2 separate regions of the Zea mays genome follow, and region 2 is linked to region 1. Evidence: chromatin contacts called from public Hi-C data. All regions are on one chromosome and are shown on one strand. Each heading gives the region's core, a stretch centred on a gene start, on an enhancer-like site or on the middle of the called end of the contact. The rest is flanking DNA. Distances are from core to core; before and after follow the strand shown. Region 1 holds the start of LOC100280617 (HMG box family protein). Region 2 has its middle 57 kb from the start of LOC100216876.

The links. A called contact is a pair of places that touch in the nucleus more often than the background predicts.
Region 2: a contact with region 1 is called in a Hi-C map of ear, with 2.0 times the contacts expected there. The contact joins the enhancer-like site here to the promoter of LOC100280617 in region 1. A contact is called at or near these places in 7 of 25 Hi-C or Micro-C datasets (bundle sheath, ear, endosperm and 2 more).

What each region holds. Positions count from the first base shown.
Region 1 is chr4:226,107,692-226,112,948 of Zm-B73-REFERENCE-NAM-5.0, forward strand. LOC100280617 (HMG box family protein) reads right to left here and starts at 3,574. Exons shown (of 8, transcript NM_001408093.1): 1 at 3,278-3,574; 2 at 2,859-3,105. The coding sequence starts at 3,100. It also overlaps LOC103654675.
Region 2 is chr4:226,191,234-226,196,129 of Zm-B73-REFERENCE-NAM-5.0, forward strand. No RefSeq gene overlaps it. Among protein-coding and RNA genes, the nearest start is that of LOC100216876, 57 kb to the right of the region's middle. Within about 2 kb of position 3,623, at least 8 of the 20 cell types and tissues checked have an H3K27ac peak or open chromatin away from gene starts, as enhancers often do. A contact at or near this core is called in ear, endosperm and leaf, where this site is marked.

The sequences.
Region 1 (5,257 bases), core at 2,324-4,823:
TGATATACCCCACTGGGCAGTTGATGCTATAGATAAAATAAGAAAGGGTTTTCTTTGGAGAGGAAGAAAAGAAGCTAAAGGGGGCCATTGTTTGGTGGCTTGGGGCAAGGTGTGTCGCCCACTTCAGCTTGGTGGACTGGGTATCTCGAGTCTACCGGAACTTGGATGGGCCCTCAGGATGCGATGGCTGTGGCTACATAAAACTGACTCTAGAAGACCTTGGACAGGGCTTCCTATTCAGGTCCCAAGTAAAGCCAGAGCGTTCTTCAGTAAAGTCCTTATCTCGGTGGTAGGTAATGGACATAATACCCTCTTCTGGTCTGATAACTGGTTGCAAGGCAAAAGCATCTCGACCATTGCCCCGAGCCTGTTTTCTGTAATCCCAAAGAAGATAGCTAAGAGTAGAACGGTCTATGAGGCCTTGTCAAACAACAGATGGATTTATGATATTCGAGGTGGTCTAACTGTGGGAGTTCTGGCAGATTATTTCAAGCTCTGGGACTGTCTCTCTGGTTTGGAGCTGCACCCCCTCATTGAAGACAGACACATCTTTAGCATAGCCCCAGATGGAAAATATTCAGCAAAGGCAGCTTACAAGGGTCTCTTCCTGGGATCATGTGCATTTGGACACTACAAGAGGGTTTGGAAATCTTGGGCTCCATCTAAATGCCATTTCTTCCTCTGGCTGGTGGCCCAAAACAGGTGCTGGACTGCTGACAGATTAGCAAAAAGGGGGCTCAATCATCCTAGCAGTTGTCCATTGTGTGATCAGGAACCTGAAACTATTAATCACCTGCTGGTCTCATGTGTGTTTGCAAGGCTTTTCTGGTATAATCTGCTCAGAAAGTTCGGGTTGGATATCTTGGCCCCCCAGCCGGGCCTGACTTCCTTCCTGGATTGGTGGGAGATGATTTCTGAAACTGTTCAGGGAATGGTCAAGAAAGGTCTGAATTCACTGATCTCTTTGGGGGCCTGGATGATCTGGAACCACCGTAACAAATGCGTTTTTGATGGACAAACTCCCTGTCTCCCCTCTATCCTTCGGCAGGCTGATGATGAGAGAAGACTGTGGGCATTAGCTGGGGCCAAGGGCCTTTCTTTCTTGGCAGCTTCCTTAACAAATGGCTGATTCCTGCTGTTTCTATTTTAGTAGTAGTTTTTTGAGTCTGGCTTTATTGGACTCTTTCACTTATAGGAGGTTCTGGCCTCCGTAAGGAGCTTATTGTTTGTAACCTGGTCTATTTTAGACCTTTTTTTCCTCTTCTTAATATATTTTAAGGCGCAGTTCCCCTGCGCTTTCGAGAAAAAAAAAATTACGTTCAAGACCAATCACCCACAACAAGCTTGACTAAGATAATTAATAATCATATCTCCTTGCCTTCTCACATCCACCACCCCATTCTTAAAGCTCTTGCCAATCAAAACTCCTATCCTATTTCTGTTTGCAGGCTTGTAGTTATCTTGTGTACCAAAGCTTGTAGCATGTATTGTCCACCTCCTTTACCTTCTGACCATTTCATTTAGTCTCTTGGACGTACAAGATATTTACACGCCTCCTAGTCACTATCTTAACTAACTGTTAACTTACCTATGAGCAACCTTATATTCCAACTACCTAAACGGATTCTAGTTGGCTCGACTAGCTTCCTTACCCTTCACACCCATCGATGATGATCTGAAAATCCTTGCACATTTTTTACTACACCTGGACACTGATGTAGCGTGCCACTAAGGAAGTAGTGTCCTGATCCTTGCTCGCTTGACATCGTGCCCAGATCATGACATGGCACATCACTAGTGGGGTGTCAATCCGACCCTTGCCCATTTAACACCATATCCGGATTCCGATATGGTGCTAGCTAAGAGGGTTACGCTCCAACAGATTTCTTTCGAATTTCATCTCCATTAGAATGGCTAGCTTTAGCGTTGACTTGCCCGAGACCTATTATGCTCAAATTGATCTAAATGTCAATTTTAAGTGAACAGGACCAGAAAATGTTCAATAATCTAAGCCATCAGTTATTCAAGCTCTTCAACATATATAGGAAAGTGTGTCCTCGATATGTGAGAAAGGAGGATAGCACATAATACTATTATATCTATTTATCTAATTAGATAATCCAATTGACGTTAGGAATTAGGGACACAGAAGATGGATTTCCATACATAGTTCTGTGACAGAACAGACGAAAAACAAAGAATAGGCTACAAGCAAACGACCTTTCTTTGCCCCAGGTCTATCTAATTGGTATGGCCATACATTTGAATGAAAACAACACTAAAGTTTGAAGCCAAAATACACTTTCCAATTTGCAATAACCTCACAAAGCAAGCCAGCAAGCAGAACAAATCAATACTTTCGCTGACAAAAGACATCCTAGTTGTTCAATACATCAGACATCATTTTTCATTACACAAACAAAAAATTCCAGATGCAACAGGAGACTTTGAGCAAACCATCTCATAACAAAAAATCGAGAATAGCAGCAAGATACCAATGTAGGCCATCCGATATATGGATGGCCGCAATCCCCAACCATGTCGGGGGATTTTTTTGGTCCACACATAAAAAATAAATGTTATAAAGCGAACGCGAACACGGATTGATTAGTCAAAATCGATGGCATGCGGCTCCTCAGATCGCTGGGGCACCGCCCCTCAAACTTGTCTTTCCCACCACGCATTTATATCAAGTTGCCATTTTCGCGCATTGAATTGAAGAAATTAAGGTAAAGGCAACAAGGATAGTAACAACTGTAACGGCTCGCATCAGATTCAAAAGAAAAGGCGAAGGGAATTAAAAATGCGGCAACAGGATCGGCACCGGCGGCGAGGATTGGAAGTCGAAAAATGCTTACTTGAGCCTCGTGTTCATGTGCGCGTGCAGCCCCTCGAGCGCCGCCCTGAAGCGCGCGGCGTCCGCCACCACGTCCGTGTGCTCCGTCACCCGCGCCGGGTAGGCCACGAACCTCCCCCTGGCGCCGGCCGCCAGAGTTGGCGCCGCCTCCTCCTTCTCTTTTCCCTTCGCCACCACAGCCGCAGCCGTGTCCGCGACGGCCTTCTTCTCCTCCGCTGCTGCCGCAGGTGCCGGCTCGGTCATCTCCTCTGCACAAAAGCGACGGAACCGTCGTCATCGTCGCCTGCGCTCCGGCGGCTGATACGTGGAGGAGGTGGTGGTGGCCGCCCACCTCCTCTCTCACACACTTATCCCTCATCAAAGATGTATATGCGATGACACCATGTGTAGGAGAGAGTATGATCCATGCGCTTTGCTTACCTTAACCTCGTCTTCTCCTAAACAAACAACTATGCACCCGCCGCGAATATTTTGGTGCTCCCACTTTGGCTTCCTTTAGGTTTTGGGCAAAAGGAGGGATTACTGTGAGAGGTTAACGATCTCTAAAAAAATATACTCCTCCTATATTCTATACTTGGGAACAGATAGGTAGAGAGAGAAAGGATGGAAGAGAGATAACGTTACTGTAACCTAAGGTTGTTATGAGGTGGAGGTAGAGAGCCATTTGTGTTACCGTCAAATAAAGGAGAGACAAGATGGATGGATGCAAACTTATTTATAAAATAACATCTGCTAATAATAATAGATATCCATGGATATAGAAAACACATAAAAAATCCTTTATAAAAACCAGAAAATAAATACTCCTACATAATAGAGACTATGACATGTATCTAGACATAGATGGCTGAAACAATAATACATTGCAGCAATAACAACGTGTTACTAAAGTCGTGAGGAGGATCCGTCCTATACCAATATTTCTTTATTATTAAAGCTGGACGGAAACGGTGCCTATAAGGCTATCCACGTCATCCCAAATATTTCCAGGCCTTAGATTTCCAATCAATGATCACGATACAATCTTGTGTCCATGTAATTTCATTCATCACTACGCTCCTTCATTCTCTACGTCTCGATCCTTCCGGTCGATACTTTTCCGCTCCACGCGACACGATGCTTCCAGACTAAAATCGGTTGTTTCCTCCACACGATCGACAATCGACGGTCACGATTTGGCATCGGTGAACCACCCGACTCTTCTAGACGAATGCGAATGGACGAGTAAAAAACAATCTGAGGTCCCAGTCAAGCTGATGAGTCCTGCAGCCCCACAACACAAGCTGAGAGAGGCCATCGCTATGGTAGACGAGGTCGGGCCGCCGGAGAAGCCTGCAATGGAGCCAGCACCGGCCGCGAAGCAGATCATGGTGCCGGAGAAGCCAGAGGAGATGCTGAGAGCTCAGCATATGTTGACCACTCTGGTGGACGAGGTCCGGCCACCGGAGAAGCCAGAGGAGACGCCGGAGAACACCTCCGCAGGTCAGCCTGCCCTGTTGCGGTATCGCCCCGTCAGTCTCTGTCCTCCCTCGACTGACCGCCGCCGCTCAGGATGTCCAACTCCATCCTACCCCCGCCCAAGAATGTTGATGTCGAGCGCTCCGCCTGTTCCGCTCCCGCGCCGCCAACGAGCACCGCCGAGCTCCTCCCTGGCGCCACGTCCCGACAGACGTCGGCGCCGAGCGGCTGGCTCCACCGTGCTGAGGTGCTCCCCCATGCCCCTACCCCTTAGGACAAGCGGTTGAGCTCCGCCTCGCTCCTAGCGTTCGTATCTAGACCGTGTGGACTCTTCTGTCCTAAACTACTAACAATTTTTGTACAAATAAAAACATTCTTTGCTTCTCTACGCGTTCGGGCCTGTCAGATAGTAGCATCTACCTATAGTAATATTTAATCATAAAAATAATTAATGAACTCTTCAGCATTGTGGTTTAGGCCAATATATCAAACAAGATAAATCCTATATAATAGCATCATGTTCCATCACCATATTAAATTAACAGTTTTATTTTTTTTATCATCATGTGACATTAACCAGTTGACCAAATGGGTCTGATGGAAAGAGGAGCATTTGCTGCTTCTTGGCTTGCAAAAGGCATCCTGACCTACATCCACCCAGCATAAAAACGTGTATTGGTCACATCATCAAGCAAATAGGTGATACGATGCTTTATGTCTTATTCTTACAAGCATCTGAGTCTTATGGTTTCTTTGGTTTTCTTCTTTCTTAATTCTTATTTGTTTTTTGTGAAGTTACGTCCAAAAATTGACAGAAGGAATAGCTCATACACACTTGATAACACACTTTCTTCTTTTTATCAGCATACTTTTCAGTCCTTTCTAAGTTCTAACGTTGTCACTTTCCAAATCCTGTTGTCACTTATAAAACTTGCACATTGA
Region 2 (4,896 bases), core at 2,373-4,872, 84 kb after region 1:
AAAACTAAATGCTTATACAGTCAAGAATAGGTATCCCATGCCTATTTTTGAGGAAATAGTGGATGAGCTGCAAGGAGCATCTATATTTTCTAAATTGGATCATCGGTCAGGCTACCATCAGATACGCATCAAGGAAGGTGATGAGTACAAGACTGCATTCCAAACACACCACGGACATTTTGAGTATAGGGTTATGCCTTTTGGTTTAACTGGAGCTCCGGCCACTTTCCAAAGTTTTATGAATAGACTGCTGGCTCCCTTGCTACGAAAGTGTGTGGTTGTCTTTATTGATGATGTGTTGGTCTATAGTGCAACTCTTGAAGACCATGTCAGACACTTGAGACAAGTATTTGAGTTGCTCAGCCAACAAAAATTACATTTGAAGCAGTCGAAATGCTTGTTTGCTCAAGAGAAATTGGAATTTCTGGGCCACATAGTTAGTGCAGCTGGCATTACCACTGACCCAAAGAAGGTGGAAGTCATTCAGAACTGGCCCATACCAAAATCAACCAAAGATGTCCGCAGTTTTTTGGGAATGGCAGGTTACTATAGAAAATTTGTTGCCCATTTTGGAATCATCAGTAGGCCCCTCACTACTTTATTAAAGAAGGATACTATATTTGTGTGGACTGAATTAGCAGACAAGTCATTCAATACTTTAAAAACAGCTTTGGCACAGGCGCCAGTTTTGGCCATACCAAATTTTTCTAAATCATTCACCATCGAGACTGATGCCAGTGGGGGTGGAGTTGGGGCCGTTTTGCAGCAGGAAGGACATCCAGTGGCCTATATCAGTCGAGCTTTGTGTCCAAAGAACATGGGATTATCTATCTATGAAAAAGAATGTTTAGCCATTCTTTTTGCTGTCGAGCACTGGCGTCCCTACCTTCAGCATGGTGAATTTATCATCAAAACAGATCACCAAAGCTTGACTCATTTGGATGATCAGAGGTTGTCTACACCATGGCAGCAGAAAGCCTTGACTAAACTGCTGGGGTTACAGTATAAAATCCAGTACAAGCAAGGCAGTGAAAATCGGGTTGCTGATGCTCTGTCCAGAAGACCCAATATGGATCAAGATACAGCCAATGCTCATTTGAACACAGTATCCATGTCTACTATTACACCCGACTGGTTGCTGCAGGTTACTCAAGGGTATGATCAAGACCCGACGGCAAAGAAAATATTAACTCAGCTAGCTGTGGGTGGTCAACTGGCACACTATACAATCACCCAAGGTGTTATTCGGTACAAAGGAAGGATCTGGCTGGGAAATAATCAAGAGATGCATCAGAAGGTGATGTCGACATTACATGATAGCGCAGTTGGCGGTCATTCTGGATTTCCAGTTACCTATCGAAGAATTAAATCTAATTTTGCCTGGCCAGGAATGAAGCACCAAATCCGTGAATTTGTTCAAGGGTGTCAGATCTGTCAACAGGCTAAACCGGAAAGGGTTAAATACCCAGGATTACTATTGCCGCTTCCAGTCCCTAAACAAGCATGGCAAACGGTTAGCCTTGATTTTATTTCTGGACTTCCTCCAACAGGCAAAGGAAATTGTATTCTGGTGGTTGTGGACAAGCTATCCAAGTATGCCCACTTTATGGTTTTGAAACACCCTTTCACTGCTTTAACGGTGGCTAAAACATTTTTGTCCGAAGTATACAGACTGCATGGGTTGCCAACAGCTATTATTTCAGACCGTGATCCTATTTTTACCAGTCGCTTGTGGCAAGAACTTTTCAGACTAACTGGTACTCAGCTGTGTCTTAGCAGCTCCTATCATCCACAATCGGACGGACAAACAGAGAGAGTCAATCAGTGTCTTGAAACCTATCTTCGCTGTTTTGTTCACTCATGTCCTCGACAATGGCCCATGTGGTTATCGCTGGCGGAATTTTGGTACAACACCTGCCATCACTCATCCCTTGGTAAGTCTCCATTTGAAGTGCTTTATGGCCATGTGCCAACACAGTTGGGACTGGTAGCTGCTGAACAGTGTGAGGTTCTAGATCTTCAGCAGTTTTTGGAGGACAGACAGAAGGTGCTGCAACAGGTACGCATGCATCTCCAACGAGCTCAAGCACGAATGAAAAGGCAGGCTGATCGGGGCAGAACTGAACGATCTTTTTCAGTTGGGGACCAAGTATTTCTGAAACTGCAGCCCTATTGTCAGTCGTCGATAACCGAGAGGCAGAACCAGAAACTGTCTTTCCGGTTCTTCGGCCCTTATGCTATTAAAAGACAAATCAATCCTGTGGCTTATGAACTGGCTTTACCAGCTGGCAGTTCTATTCATCCGGTCTTCCACGTTTCTCAGCTCAAGGCGGTCATTGGATCTCGTATCCCGGTGAGTCCAGTGTTACCTGATTTGTCTCATAATCTTCAGGTGCCAGTTGCTGTGCTTGATACCAGGTTGAGGCGTCAAGCGGGGAAAGTCCAGAATCAGCTTTTGATTCAATGGAGTGGATGGCATCCGACATTGGCCACCTGGGAGGGAGAAAGCGACATCAAGCGGCGTTTTCCATTCGCTCCAGCTTGGGGACAAGCTGGCGTTTCAGGAGGGGAAAATGTCAGCGTACCGGCGGATGGAGATGCAAGCGTCAGTGTGGGAGAGAGATGGGGAATGGAGCCAGGTGTGCGCGCTGATGGGCCTAGGAGAAGCCAACGGGTGACACGGCCCAACGTCCGGCTCTCGGGCCATGAATGGGTGAAATGATTTAGGCCCAGATGGTTTAGCAGCTAACAGAGAGAAGAATATACACTGCCGTGGAGAGGAGGAAAGGATTGGACTGGAACTTGGAACTGGACCCGGCTGCGTCCGGCGAACCGACGGTGTGCCGTCGTGTACCCTATCCCCATACCTACTGCTACCTCCATAAACTTCGAGAGAGGATCTGAGCGCCGGGAGTGGTGCTCGACTCATTCCCAACAGCGTACTCTAACAGAGATCAACGTTGCAGCGCGTAGAAGTTCAACCACGACGCCGTATTGTGGCATGGGCGCAGAGCTTCGATGAGAGCGACGACCGGCGAGACGCGAGCGCGGCAGCAGGCTATGACGAGAGCGCGAGGAAAAACTGGCAGGTAAGACAGAGCAGCAAGGGAGAGCAACTAAGGAGGATGCGAGCTCGGTGAGATTTTATAGGCCGGTGAGGGAGACTGAGGGGCGCCAGGGAGACGAGCAGACGCCACCGGTGGAGGATCTTCATTAATGGAGATCGACGTGTGCGGGAAGAGCAGAGGGCACGATTGATGGCGTAACAACAGTGCAGAGGTGAACGGGCAGTCGTTGTGAGCTCCACTACTCGAGAAAAACGAGCAGGCGCGGGAGGGGTTGTGGCCAGCGTGAGCTAGTAGATTGGCGTCGTCCACTACCTTGCGTGCGAGCATTTCCTGCGTGGGAGAGAAATGGGGAGGGACAGGGCAAGCAAGTGGGAGAACTAGCAGGGGAGGGGATGAGTGATCTCGTGCCCGGATTTATAGGATGTAGAGGGCATGCCACTTTGATGGCATTTAATCGATATACGTTCCATCGTTCGTGGAGGAAGGGAGGGAGTCATGGGAGGGAAGTCGCCGGCGTGGCTGAGGAGTGGCGCGCAGTCATAAGTAGAAGGAAAACACATGCGCGCACTCACTCGTTTCGCCAGGCCAGGCCAATTCGGGGTCCAAGCCTTGCGCGCCCACGGCTTGCTTTTGCAGTTTTGTTTTGCCGCTTATTCCAGAACCCTTATTTGATAAGTTTAATATGGATTCCTAATTTGCTAAGGCTTATCAGGTGCAGACCGGATCAATTGATTCTTACTTGGTACGATCTTTATCTAATACGAACTAGTGAATCCTTATCGGTTACTGATTTTTTGGAACCAAACACGGTTTTCCCTTATAAATACTTACCTACGTGTGCTACCATTAAACACACCAGCAGCCAACACATTTATTCTAGTCTCGTCCTGCGTGCTGGGCTGCCGCATATGCTACTTCATCTATATCGTCGTTATGCACTAGCGGACCGGAGAGCAGGTTTGTCTCTAGAACCATCGCCCTCGACAATCCTGCTTGGATGCTTCCTCGTCGCTACGACTCGTCGACCTACTCGTCGCGTGGACGTTTTACATCATCGACAACAATGAGACAATGTTGAATATCGACGTTGTCTTCTCTACCTCATCGTCAACAAGGAACAAACATGCAACTATCTCATCATATTTTCCACGCTGTTATGTTTAATCTGTTTACAAATTGCTCTATCAGTTCAAGGTTGAATTTTAATTGGTATCTGTTTAATCTGTTTACACATTGCTCTATCAGTTCAAGGTTTAATTTTAATTGATATGATGCACATATTTAGGTTTATTCGCTTTCTATACAAGTTTATCGTCATGATCTTGCTTTATTTTCAGATTAAATTAAAATTAAATGTTATAACGTTCATCATCCTGATCCTGCTTTATTTTCAGATTAAATTTAAATTAAATGTTCTAAATTTTCAACAGTGCAGAAAAGTGAAGCCACCTGACAACTTTGTTTATGCTTGATCTGTTAGATTCCATCATCCAATCTCCTGCAACTTCATAATTTCAAGCAGCCGCATAGAAATAACTAAATTCTCGGCTCCGGTTGGGGCTAGTTTGACAATTCTATTTTTCTAAAAGTTTTTTTAATTTTTTGAGAAAAAAACGAACTAATTTTCCTTAAGAAAATAAAAAATCCCTCAAAAAAAATAGGGTTGTCAAACTAGCCCTCGGAGAGGGGATTAGCATGTCAAGAAAATCCCCCTGTTTCCTACCTGGGTTGATCATCGTAAATCGTGGTCATCTTAGCGGCTTGTTTGAGAGCAAGAATACCGAAAGAGATTGAAAAGGCTAAAATCCTCTTGCTATTCAGATTTTAG